2 separate regions of the Danio rerio genome follow, and region 2 is linked to region 1. Evidence: chromatin contacts called from public Micro-C data. All regions are on one chromosome and are shown on one strand. The core of a region is the stretch at or near the end of the contact, and the rest is flanking DNA. Distances in the headings are between cores, read along the strand shown. Region 1 overlaps tnrc18 (trinucleotide repeat containing 18). Region 2 overlaps rnf216 (ring finger protein 216).

Evidence for each region. A called contact is a pair of places that touch in the nucleus more often than the background predicts.
Region 2: a Micro-C map of caudal fin shows a contact between it and region 1, with 6 times the contacts expected there. The contact joins two enhancer-like sites. A contact is called at or near these places in 2 of 18 Hi-C or Micro-C datasets (caudal fin and hematopoietic stem cells).

Annotation. Positions count from the first base shown.
Region 1 is chr3:39,423,506-39,430,215 of GRCz12tu, reverse strand. It overlaps tnrc18 (trinucleotide repeat containing 18), which reads right to left. Exons shown (of 30, transcript XM_073944922.1): 21 at 6,119-6,260; 22 at 4,291-4,408. Among named protein-coding and RNA genes, the nearest start is that of actb2, 58 kb to the left of the region's middle. Within about 2 kb of position 2,090, at least 6 of the 62 cell types and tissues checked have an H3K27ac peak or open chromatin away from gene starts, as enhancers often do. A contact at or near this core is called in caudal fin, where this site is marked.
Region 2 is chr3:39,591,269-39,597,774 of GRCz12tu, reverse strand. The region is part of intron 13 of rnf216 (ring finger protein 216); the gene reads left to right. Among named protein-coding and RNA genes, the nearest start is that of rnf216, 25 kb to the left of the region's middle. Within about 2 kb of position 4,969, at least 45 of the 62 cell types and tissues checked have an H3K27ac peak or open chromatin away from gene starts, as enhancers often do. A contact at or near this core is called in caudal fin, where this site is marked.

The DNA.
Region 1 (6,710 bases), core at 841-3,340:
CAGTTATCCGACTTGCTTCTAAGTAAGTTACCAACCAGCCACAAATAGAGGGTTCATTTAAAAATGGCAATGGGCCACAGAAACATACACGTTGGGCCATGAGTTAAAAGTGTGGGAACCACTACTGTAAACTATAAACACTCTTGAAAATCCAATTTTTAGTTAAAGATGACACTTTTTTCCATCATTTTTTTTTCAGGAAGCAAAACCTGTCTCCCAGAAATCCTGTAGAATCCTTTATCCAGTTAGAAGATAAAAATGAAACTCCTGAAGCGTTTTCAATTTAGTGTCAGTAAACGGTCCATAACATCTAAAGGCTGAGACTACACTCGCCCTGGTCAACTGGTTTGATTTTATTTATTATATCTTCTAATGCCGAGTTCAGACTGCATGATTTTCAAACTAGTCGTGTCACAGATGTTTTCACACTGCATGACTATCTGGGCTAGCGTTTCGTCGCTGCTTTGTTTACACTGCACGATGGTTCGGCGACATGGACATTCACATTGCATGACTTTACTATAGGGAGAATCGCCGACAACTTTGTCCAAACTACGTCTCACAGCCAAAAACATGTAGTATATCTTTTGTTATTAACTACATGATGAGAAAGAAGCCTTTAATGGGGTAGAACATGTACATGTTTGCTCACCTGGGTTTAAAGGGAATTAGCCATTTCTCCTCAACGTTGATAATAAACTAATTTCTTTCTGTATGAAACGTCAAACAGACACGGTTGCTCCTGAGTCCTGTCAAATCTCCACTAGTTTTTCCTCCATTTTGTGGGTCCAAATAAACCGAAAAAGAGCGCTTTTAACTTCCCCCCCAGCCTCCCGCTGGCCTGCAGCAGTTATACACACACGCACACACAAGTGAAAGCTGCTCTCTCATTGGCTGTAGGTGATCGCTGATGTTATTTTCAGTCAAAACTCAATTCACACGGCATGATTTGAATCGCCGACAGCTCCAGATATTTAGCATGCCAAATATCTCACAGGCATCGGCGACTCATCTGCGATTCTCTCAGATCGCGTCTTTGATCTTTCATACTGTGTGATTGTCACTCACGTGCACGAGCAGCGATTTGCCTGTGATTGCAGGCATTTGTCGGCGATTTCTCAAAACCTGTCGGTGAGCCAAAATCGTGGTTAAAATCACGCAATCTAAACTAGGCATAACTGTACTTGATGACCTACACACTAAACCAAACATAACTTTATATAAATAAAAACCTAAAACTTTCAATAGAAGAGCACAAATCTGAGACTTATAAGATGGTTATTTACATATCAATAGAGAAGAGAAAGTAGTTACGCATTGAGGCACAATATGCAATTCGCCGTATTACATTTCTTACTGAGATGACATGATGACATTCAGAAATCTTTGATTAGTGTTGAAACGTGGAGGAGGAATTTTAGCTGTGAAAAATCTCTAAAACATAATTAAAGATACAACAGAGAAAAATGGCAAGCCAGTGAAGGATAGAGCGAAAGCTTCAATTAGTTTGCCATTACCCATAAATAATGGGCCTGTGCCATTAGCATGGTCTTCACGTCGGAAAGTGTGACAATGCCTTTGCCAAAGGACTTTTCTGAGCAGAACACACCAGGCTTCATGAAAGCTGAGGCTCAGGCTGAGAACAGACACTTTTCCTTACCCCAGATTTCAGTTCCAATTCAACACCGGCTGTGTGAGTTATTGACTGCACAATTAAGCAGTCTGCTCTCATGGACTGCAAGTATGTTCATGCCTGGAGAAGCCTGGGCTCTCCACAACGGCCTCTGTTAATGAAGACAGGCGAGGCTTATAAACAGCAGTGGCGACGGTGGAGGCATATAAACATCTGAGTGCCCGGGTGTGCATTTTCAATCTTTGAATGGGTTTAAGGTGTTGTGTAGCACAAGCAGACACAAAATTACATTTCCCGAGAGGCAGGGTGGACAACAAGCGATCTGTTGAAGTCAAGCCCTCTGCACTAGCGCCTGCTCACGTCATATTAAATGCTTTCACAACCAGCTTTTACTGTCACACTGAACTACCCGCTTTGAAGAGCTATGGTGTAACAGTCCTGCACAAAGGCACCTTCCCTTTCCCTGGCTGGAATGGGCTATTTTTAGTACAAGAGACACATGCAGAGCGAGCAATAGAGGAGCGATATTTCACTGCCAAAACATGACAAACATATCTCATTATGAGCTGCAAATGAACAGATAAAGCACCACCGTTCAGCTCCCTTACATCAGGGAGAAAACTGTTTCTATAGTACACACATAGTAGCGTCCAGATTTTCAGCGCGTTGCCTGACCTCTGGCTTACAGTTCACTGGAATTTGGGAGAAGGATTGTGATGGGGGTTTGAATGATGGCTGCTCCTCGCTCTCGGACTGATAAGAGGAAGACGTGTTTCTGTGCTGCATGCTAAACACTTGCTCTAATGAAACTAAAATGGAGGAAAACACATTTCGCAGAGGGCAGAAATGGTACAGAGCCCCTCTCATTAAAGATCCCGGACCAGATGCTGCACCAGTTTGACATTTTTCACCAAATGAGATTATCTTTTATAGGGATGACTTTGAGAGGAACTCTCTCGCCCCTCAATAGACTAAAACTTGTTCATCCAAGTGGATAATAGGCCATGGGAGACCGCAGAAAGCATACAAAGTCCAAACAAAACAAAACTGCCCGTTTCTGTCATCGCCTCCCTCAAGACACTTCACACCCCTTCTGTTTCCTGACCAAACAGAACGTTGCACTTCCACATTTTTCCACGGAGAACTCTGAACTGAACCTTACAATGGGAAAAACTTGGCAAATATTTTAGCCCCGTAACACTAAGTGGCTCAGGCAAGCAGTTCGGTAAAAAGAATTTGTATGTGGCCAGGGAGCTAAAGCTAAATAGAGCGCTGGAATGACTGCCAACTTTTTCGTGGCCTTGGTTTGAAGCCTTGGACCAAACTAACCAACTCTAAAATAAGTCAACACACTACACTTGATTTAAAGCACTTAAAAAGGAACTAGACAATTTTCCCTTCCTAGAAATGTTTTTTAAAAAAATTTTGCAATCTTTCAGATTTGTTTTCTAGTCTAAAACAGCTCTATTTTGTTCTTTAATTCAAACATCATAAATTTAAGTAACTATAAAGTTAGGTAATTTAACTAGCTAGTTTAATAACAAGCTCTAAGAAAAAGACAACTACGACAGTACGTTTCCGGAAATAAAAACCTTTCATTATCTGCACAGGGATATAAAATCAACTTTGATATTGGGTGATTTGATATAACTTTGATAATCAAACACAGCTGATATAACGATTATGTTATGGTTCTGATATGAAAATAAGGCAGATATCTTTACGCTGAAAAATTAAGTAATTGTACGAAACTACCTGTATATAATCACCTTGCAATTTTTATTTTTTTGCTTTGAGTAGGCTATTCAGTTCATAAGATCAGTTCAAACTTTTATAAAGTTTTTTAAAAAAAAATCAGTTGTTCACTGTATTTATATATTTATCGGCTAATATATCAGTTATCGGCCTCCAAATCTTAAGAGTTATCGGTATCGGCCAAAAACGATATATCTGTGCATCCCTAAATTCAACTTATGTTTAAAACAATGATGGTTAACAGCAGAAGTCATGCAGAAAAACATGACCCATGATGTTTACAAAAAAGTCAATCATATTTGGAGAGTGCCAAGTGTGCCGAGAGAGATCTTTAGCTCCACCTACTCCAATGAAGCACCACAGATTATCCAACTAAGTCAGGTTCGTCATGTTGCCAAAATACTTAAATATTAAAATACATACAATTTGTGATTTTCATACAATGCATTGTGATGTGATGCACCTTGTAACTGATTGGTTTGGCTTATCATTTCTTATATATCATAGTTCTTAATTTCCTGGAGGGCCGCAGCTCTGCAAAGTTTTGCTTTAACCTTAATCAAACACAGCTGATTCCACTAATCAATGTGTTCAAGACTACTAGAGACTATTAAGTAGGTGTGATTTAGAGGTGGTTTAAGCAAAAATCTGCAGAACTGTGGCCCTCCAGGAATTGAGTTTGAGACCAGGTATATACCAAGATATCAATTTATACACTACATTAATTCTGTATGCAGTTTATGCAAACCTATTTTCACTACATTTGGAAAATGTATATATATAATTTTATACAGAAACCTAGATCTTGCACCCTATGACAACTATTGATTAGGCAAATGATATGGAAGATGCAGCAGAGGTTATAAAGAGAATGAAAACAGCTCAGGCAGGAGGTCTCTTACATGTCAGGCGAGTGAACTGTGCTGACGTGGCCGGCATACAGGAGCTTGTCATCCATAGGGATGAGGACCCGTAATCCATCCTGCAGTTCATCTTTGTTAATGACACAGTTCCGAGGGGCTGGGGGAAGAACAAAAGGGGGGGATGAGTAGTGCTACAGAGAGAGAGAGGCATGTCAAAACTCGCTCTACTAAATAAAGTCTAAACACCACCTGAAAGTTGCAAATGTTTGAGAAAATAGCTGTGCTCCAAAACCCATGGGACTGCTAGTGGATGCAGCATTTTAATGTGAAGACTGTTCCCAAAGGTGACAATCATGCAGCTTTCTAAATATACCTCAGTTTAGACTAATTCAAAGACAGCAACACAAGTATTAATGGTGGGAAACATCCCTGAATGCACTGCGACAAAATGAAGATATAAGCATCCAATATGGCAGATTAAATGCCAACGATAAATATACTTGATCAACTAAATCTCAGAAGGAAAGTACATACCACTCTGCAACAAAAAACTACAACAAACAAACAGAATATACTTTACAATAAGCTTTCATTAGTTAATGTATTTAAGAACAGGAACTAAAAATTGACAATACTTACAGCACTTATTGTTCAACATTCACTAAAGCATTATCAGAGATGAAAAGAGTACTGAAAAATCATACTCAAGTAAAAGTACCATTACCTGCCTAACAAAAGTATTTGTTGTAAATACTACTCAAAATATGAGTAAAAAGTAGCCCTTTTAAAAGTACTCAAGAGCAGTGAGTATTACACTGTAAAAAGCTGATGCATTCATTTAAACACACATTAAAACTGTAACATTCTGTAGTGCATTTAGTTACTGTTTAAGGCCATTTCGGGCCTCATACAGTAAACCTGTCTTCTCATCAGTGACATTCAGTTTAAACAGTCTCTTGGTCATTGCGTTTAAAGATTTTGGACACTTTTAATGCTTCCAAACAGTTTTCTGCATGTCTTTGCAGTATGATATTAGTGCAATTTAATTGGACAGGAATTGCAGAACTGATTTTTCTACGTTTTCCCAGGAAAGTAGTGGAGTAAAATACCAATACAGCACTAAAATGTACTCAAGGGAAAGCAAAAGTACACATTTTTAAAACTACATGGTACATTTCTGAGAAAAACTACTCAGTTAGAGTAATTTGAGTATTTGTAATTTGTTACTTTACTTGCTGACCTGATTAGATCCCAAGAACTAATCAGAAATTACAGATGAATATATACTGTAATAAATGTATTGTTCCTTGTTTGTTCATGTAAATACATCAACTAACACAACCTTATTGTATAGTGTTAGCAAACAAACAAAAACAGTATATTGTTTGGGAATTTGTTGCCCCTTATACTTGAGGATTGCACTGTTGGCCTAGCAAAATGATTACATCAAATCCTTTTGAAATGCATCTTTCTCATGGGGAGCACTGCATGTCAGTGCACAGACTTGTCAACACAGCTCTAATTTGGTTACTTATGAGGTTTTATGGCGTTATGAAGCAGGTAACAAGCAGCTCACAGGGTTTAGATATGAACCTAATGCGTGCAATAACTCGCATCTCGTCCCATTAACGTATGAATGCAATCAGGCCGAATCAATTTTCTGATTTTTAATGCTGGATTAAGATAAGATAGGCTGTGAAATTATCTCTCCCCCACGTCATTCAAAAGACATTCACTTTTAATTGAGTGCACGGACAGGAAAATGAAGTCTGATTTAGTCATAAAACTGCAATTAAAAATGGGGATGTAATGAAGGGAAAGAGCCTTGCTGACAAGAGGGAACGTGGAAAAAAAAAAAAAGTCTCACCGGGGGTGCAGGGTCTTTCGGGCTGAGCGCTCACAGAGGGATTCTCGTCCTCGGAGAAGCTGCTGTCCTGGTTGGGCTCAAAGTCCTCATCAGCAGCCATACTTTCCATCAGTTTACTGACAGCGCCGCCCTTCCCTCGAGCCTGCTGGGGGAATTCAAGTACATTTTGCCCCAATTCCTATGACAATATGAAATATTGAACACTGAGACATTGTTGGTTCAGTTCTAAGGATGAGACCCATGTGCTTACTAGAGGAGAATTGATTCAGTAAAACCCATTTAGATGAGTGACAAGCTGGGCTCGGGAGACGAAGGATTTCTTGATTTCGAATGCGGCAAATACCCAGAGGAGTTCCAGAGCTTCTGCCGCGTGCATTATAACATGTGATTTATACATAAGGCCAAAGAAATAGCAGCGCTGGAGAGTTTTAAAATGCAGTGGAGATTTATCTTGAGCAGAGATAAATAAATTGTGCAGAAGGGGCGGAGAAATGAATGGAGCGAGATGTCGTTTGGTTAATTTCGCTGCTTTCCCGCTGAGTGTGCAGTCTAATTAGGCTTGCTGCTCTACTGCGCTCTCCCCTTTTCTCTC
Region 2 (6,506 bases), core at 3,720-6,219, 160 kb before region 1:
AATTCAACCAAGGACATGATAAGGATTTTCCCATGGCAAACCCGAGTAAATAGGTTTCTTTTTTTCTCTTTCCATGTCTGGAAAATCTGTTAAATGTCCCATGAAATTAACATAAAGTTTTTTTTAAATGTTAGTATTAGTTACTATTGTTCGTTTTTAGGTTATCTATAAGCAAGTGTGCTCCAAAACAGTGACAATATTCGTGTTTAGAAAATATAAACAAAGCTTATAGTTTATTACTTCCGCCTGTCACGTCAACCCATACTACAGTTTCTCATCTAATCATAACCAACCAATGCTCTCTAGTATCTGACATGCCCCGCCCCCTTCAAGATGCTTGTCATTTGTTTTTTATTTGAAACCACTCTCACTGCCAGAGCTCTGAATAAAAACAAAATGCTGTTGAGAGTTTACACTATGCCCCACCCTCTCTTTGTGTTTCGATTAAGATCATGTCAGACATTGAATAAAAATGCACATTTCAAAGCTCTCCACGGGACCTTTAAAATAACAAAAATACTAAGTTATAGTTTTAAGAGTTTTTATGGCTAGTAAAATTTCTTTCTTTCTTTGCAAAAGTTGCAAAAAAAACTTTAATAATATTTATCTAAGAAAACTGAAAAATATACCGTGGTTCCTAAGCAGATAGTAAGCACAACGTTTTATGACAAATTTAACTTTATTATAAATTGAATAATTGACATTTTAAAATGGTTTCACATGGAACAGAATTAGTTTAATAATAACATTTCACATAGTTTTCTTATTATTAAAGCTTACTAGTTACCATATTGTTGAATCAATTAATTCAGCTTTAATAAACTTAGGAGATCTTAAAAATAGATTGAATATTTAGCTTATAAAAAGTAGGCATGGGCCGGTGTAAGATTCTGATGGTATGATAACCTTGGATAAATATATCACGGTATCAAAGTATTGTGATCATTGCTCTAAAATATGTACCAGAGTGATGGGAAGAGAAGAGTATGGAGAAGGAAAGGAACTGTTCCTGATCCTAAGCAGTGAAGCATGGTGGTAGTAGTGTCATGGCATGGGCATGTATTATTGGGTGTATTATTCTGTCCCATTACTTTTGGACCCATAACAAGTGGGATGCACATATGTAACATATGTAATTCCTACAGCAATCACCTTATTTGGATGCAAATACCCTCAAATTAAAGCTGACAGTCTGCAGTTAAAGCACATCTTGTTCGTTTAATTTCAAATCAATTGTGTTGGTTTATAGAGCCAAAAATTCTGTAATTGTGTCGATGTCCAATTATGTATGGACCTAACTGTATATACTGTATGAACAGTATAACAAACTTTTTTGCGTTTTTTTTTTTTTTTTCTCAAACCTTTACTTTTCCAAACCGCAGTAAATTGTCCAATGCCTAAAAGAAGTCATAAAAAGTAATGATCTTTAAAAATTGTGACACAAATTTCAATGAATCAAAATGGGTTAAATTCAAACTTATAATCGGATGTGTTTTATGTTTGTTTGTTTGTATTTAAAAGGAGATTTTAGATTGCTTTAAATGTTGCCTTTATTATTTCCAAGAGCAGTTCATTTGCTTGACAAGTTTGATGGTAGCTTCTCCAACACTGGTTACAAGTACGTTTGATGTTTTGTCTCAGTCTTATCAGTGTTTGGCTGTGAGGAATGTGTCAGGCAGTGCCAGGACTCCAAGAGCTGTCAGTCCGTCTGTGCGTTAGTGAATTTCAGCTGACAGGCCGAACACGTCAAGGACTCTGAACTCACAGCTACTTTCTCAACAGGCCCAAAAGCAATGCTAGAGTGGTCTGCGTTTTGTCAGGGCTATCTTTCCTTTTGTCTGACAACCTCCACTTTTATCTCTTTCCCTCTGTATTTGAGCCTCAGTCACATTTAAATAATAAACAAATGCGGAAGGCCTGCTTTGTAAAGTATGTTTTGAGTTACTGTAATTCTGAAGCAGATACATTTGCATTATTATTCTCCACTTGTTAGATGTTGATAAATAGCGGTTGTCTTTAGTGGTTAGGAATTAAATATAGTGTTAGGTCAGGGTCGCCCTTTTGGGTGAATGTAGTGACTAAAGTGATGCTTTGTTATAATGATGTAATAACGCTTTAGAATTTAGACCAGAGTATTGGATTGTTTCTAAACTGAATATGTAATTGATTTTAAGATCAGGGCTTTAGAAATGCTTATTTATAATGTGTGCCGAGATCAATATTAGAGTTTTATTGAAAATTGACTTGGACCAAAATATTCACACTGGTAATGTTGAGTTCATTTGCAATAATTGACTAATAATAATGAATATTTTTGTGCATTAAATAGTAAAAAAAACAAAACATGATTTGTGGAAATTAATGATACAATAATCTAATTTTGCTTAAGAATTATTCATACTCTTTTGCTTAATGAACATGTCATGCTCATAAAACAGCACAATGAAGCATGATGTAAATTAAGAAAACTAATACAAAGCATTTTGACCAGAATTACTGACATTTCTGACTGACTGAAGAACAAAATACTCTTGTAATCTTAATTTAAAACAAATCCAAAATAATTTCAGTGTTGCTATTTTTAAACATTTTGGTACTTTTTCCCTGATAAACTGCAGTTCAAATAATTCTGTTATTAAAATTAACTAAAATAAAATGCATGTTTATTAGAAATCCCTCAATGCTATATAACGGCTGTGCAGTTAAATGGCAAGAATGTGTTGGAGCTGCTGCAAAAGGACGAGACTGGTAGTGCTAGAAGGCAATGAGCTGTTTTAAAAAAGTGTTCCTGAAAAAAATGGATGCATAGTGTTTCTCTTCGGTGTCTGAGAAAAGAGATTGTTCTGATAAGTCACATCAAGTAAAAAAAAAAAATCTATAAATGAAAAAGTTCAGTCTAGAGAAATGCCAAAAAAGGAGATGGGATGATGCTAAGTTCAAAAAATGTTTAAAGTCACAAAACGAAAAGATTAGGAAGAGTGTAGTAGTGAGCAGAATGCCAAAAGATGTATTGTTGTGGTCTGACCATGTTATATGCAGAGATCAGATTTGCTTTATAATGTTGCGCTCAGCCTTAAGGTGTGAAATCCATACTGCCTCAACTAAACAGGGTGCATATAAAAAATTGAGTCTTGATTTGAATGCGTTTGCAGAACTAAGTGTTCTAGTGAACGTTTAACTGCCGCATGTACAACTTGGCGTGCTTTGATGACATACTGTAAACACTTTAATACAGTGCTATCTTCCATGAAACTTCCAGTAAATTACATTTTTCACATTATATTTCACATTTTCATCAGAAGCTCAATGGAAAAATAATAAAAAAAAACATATTTTTTTGAAACAGCAAAAATGTTACTGGAAAAAAAATATGTTTGACTGCAGCTTCTGTGTAAGATGAACACTGCGCCAACAACTTTTGTTTATTTTCATCCTAATGAAATTTACAGGTGCATAATATTGCCATGTACAGGAATGTATTTTGGAAATAACTTTGCATAACGACCAAGTAAATTTGACAAAAGGCCTTAACTTCATCTAGCGTTTGTAATCGAACATACTTGCCTGTTTATCTCCAAAAAGTCAGTACACACTTTGAACAGCGTTTTACTTGTGATGCAGACCGCTTAGGTTTGAGTTGTTGAAGCAAACCTTACTGTGTTTGAAGCTAAAACCAGAGATGCCTAAACTAGGGCCTTCAGGCCAGAGTTGACCCATGGTAACCTTTGCTTTGGCCCATCTTTCCATCTGAGAAGCAAGGGAGAATTATGGCCATGGGTTGGACAGAATCCCTTTCATGCAATAATAATTAACGTAACCATTCGCTTGTTTGTTTTATTGTGAACCTACAAAAAAAGCAAACTCAAATTAAATGTTTTAATTAAATGTTGTGAATGAATCAGATTTTTTGCAGAAGACATCAGTGAGGAAATCAGGGCAAAGACTGGTACAGACTTACTGGTGTGTTTAGCTCCATTGTGTTATAAGAGGGATTGTTTATATTTCGTTATAATAAGGTCATTTTAAATTGTTAACAAAAAATGCATTAGTTAACCCTTTAACAGGAATCATAACCACCTAGTTGACCTTTTATCCATAGGTTATCATTATTATTTAAATTAGTACTACTACTACTTCTACTTATTAATATTATCAGAGTTGTGTCAGTATTATTCAATCCAAGATGTGGGCCAAAAAATATATTTTCAGGACCTCAAAGGGTTAATATGAAAGTTTATTTTTTATTTTTTATTATTATTATTATTTGTAAATTACCCATGGCAATATTGTAATCAGTGTTAATTTTAACAGCAAAATTTGATTTAGTTTAAGTCTTAGTCTTTTGACTAAAATTCTATTTTAATTGTAGTCTTCTGATTCAAACCATAGTTTTAGTTTAGTTTAAGTTGACTAAATTTTATCTACTTTAGATTTAGTTGACTAAACTATATTTGGTTTAATTTAAGTGTAACTTTAAAATATAGAATATAGCTTTTCCATTAAAGACCAAAACTTAAATTTTGATTGGAAATTTACCAAAACACATCCCTCAATCACATTCTTGTCTCAATTTTATTAGTCAATAAAAATGTTAGTATATTTTTATTATAGTTGTCGTCATCATCACTTAATTTTTATTTAACTTTCATTGCAGTTGCCAGAGGAAATGATTTTAAATAGATTGAGAGAATGTGATTTTAAATAAAAAAAAACAAATGCATGGATAAATCATTCAAAATAATAAATGCTTTTCATAATAACTATTACATTAAAAATAAAAGTTGTGAATTTTCACTTTCATGGTAGTGTCTTTAGAAGACATTGCCCTGTGATCTGGTATTTTTGTTTTCTGTCATACACCTGCTGTCCTCTCGGTGGCGCTCTTGTTCTGCAAAGCCTATGCAGTTTTATTCTGCCTCACATCTGCTGCTGATTATTCCGCCTCACACTTGTGCAGCAGCTCTCAGCAGGGCGGGAGATTGGGAGCAAGAGAACGCCCACGTCTTTGGCCTTCCTCTCGACACCACTGATAGATTAAGTGTGCCATCAGGCAGGACCTCCATTTTCCTCTCCTGTGCTACTTCCCAATGGTGGAGTTACAGGACTGGATATGGGGGAAATTGAAAACAGTTGTGTTAGTGTGATTTCATAACGTGACCCAGATTCACTTCCTCCTCCTGGCACTCAGTTTGACATTCCTTTCGAAATGAAGAACTGAGCTCTTATGACTTGGCCAGCATCGTGTGGACTTTTCCAAAGCCGTGCTTCTTGGGAACAAATTTCTTCTGTAGATGGATAGATCTAAAAAGACAACCGCCTGCCTGATAATGGGTGTATTATAGTCTGAAAAGTGCAGACGGTGCTGCGGCTTGGTGGTTAAACATCTGAGCTGTTACTAAACAGATGTGTTTTTTTTAAAGGTCAAATGGTGAAAAATCTTTTTTCGTCATAATAAGGCTTTGTTTTGATTTCTCTAGAAATGTGATGGCACACTGTACTTCTATAGAAATTGAAACTATAACATTTAACTTGGCAACTGTTCCACTGAAATTTAGTCATTTGGGGGATTTGTTTTCCCCCCAATGTAATTTGGTTTATAAAGGGATAGACTTATTTTTGAAGCTGTGGTCAGATTTATAAAATTCCAATAAATTCACCTCTTTTTTGATTGGTTGTGGCTGATGGAGCTGCTCATCCTTGAACGGTGACATTTGCATTAAATTGAACTGAATTAAACTTCAGAAGTGACATTTGTGTTATGTTTAACCAGGTTTTTACCACAACTATGCTGCCTGCCCGATATGTTGGAATGATTCCACAATTCTGAAATATTATGGCTTTTTATTCTCTATTCTTCATTTATGTTAAGCTGCTTAGGCACAATCCTCATTATAAAAAAATCCTATCAAAGAAAGACAGTTTGACTTTTAGGTGCAAAATATGTGCAGTCAAGGAATGTGGCTTGTATTTCTTGCAGCTAAACAACAGAAAACTGACAATGATCACCTTAGGGACACCGCATGTGCTTTATTTAGTGCTAAATGCTAATTATGTGCGTTTTTAATGCCATTTTACATGACATTTATTGCCATACTGCTGAAAGCAGCAGCAGATCGTTCACCTTAGATCTTGAAAATAACATAAACCCTCTGAAATTGAACTTTAGAACTAAACACACATCAGTGATTTCAGCATCTGCATTTAATAATGTTAAAGAGGTGTAATATGTATTAATTACATTATAAACCTTTCCATTTCATGAGTGAGTGCAAATTCTGTTCTTCTGAATGGCAGTGTTTAAATTTTTGTTTTCGGCCAAATTGCTTATTACTGCGTATCTCGTCATGCAGCGTGTTTTTAGGACACATGGTTAAAATGTAACCTGCTCACCTAATCTTTACGCTGGTAATATTTATATTATTTGCTAAATAATAACCTCATGTGGAACTCTGAATCTGCATCTTATTTCGCAGTCTGCTACTGTCCACTGGAGGCCGCATTTCGCA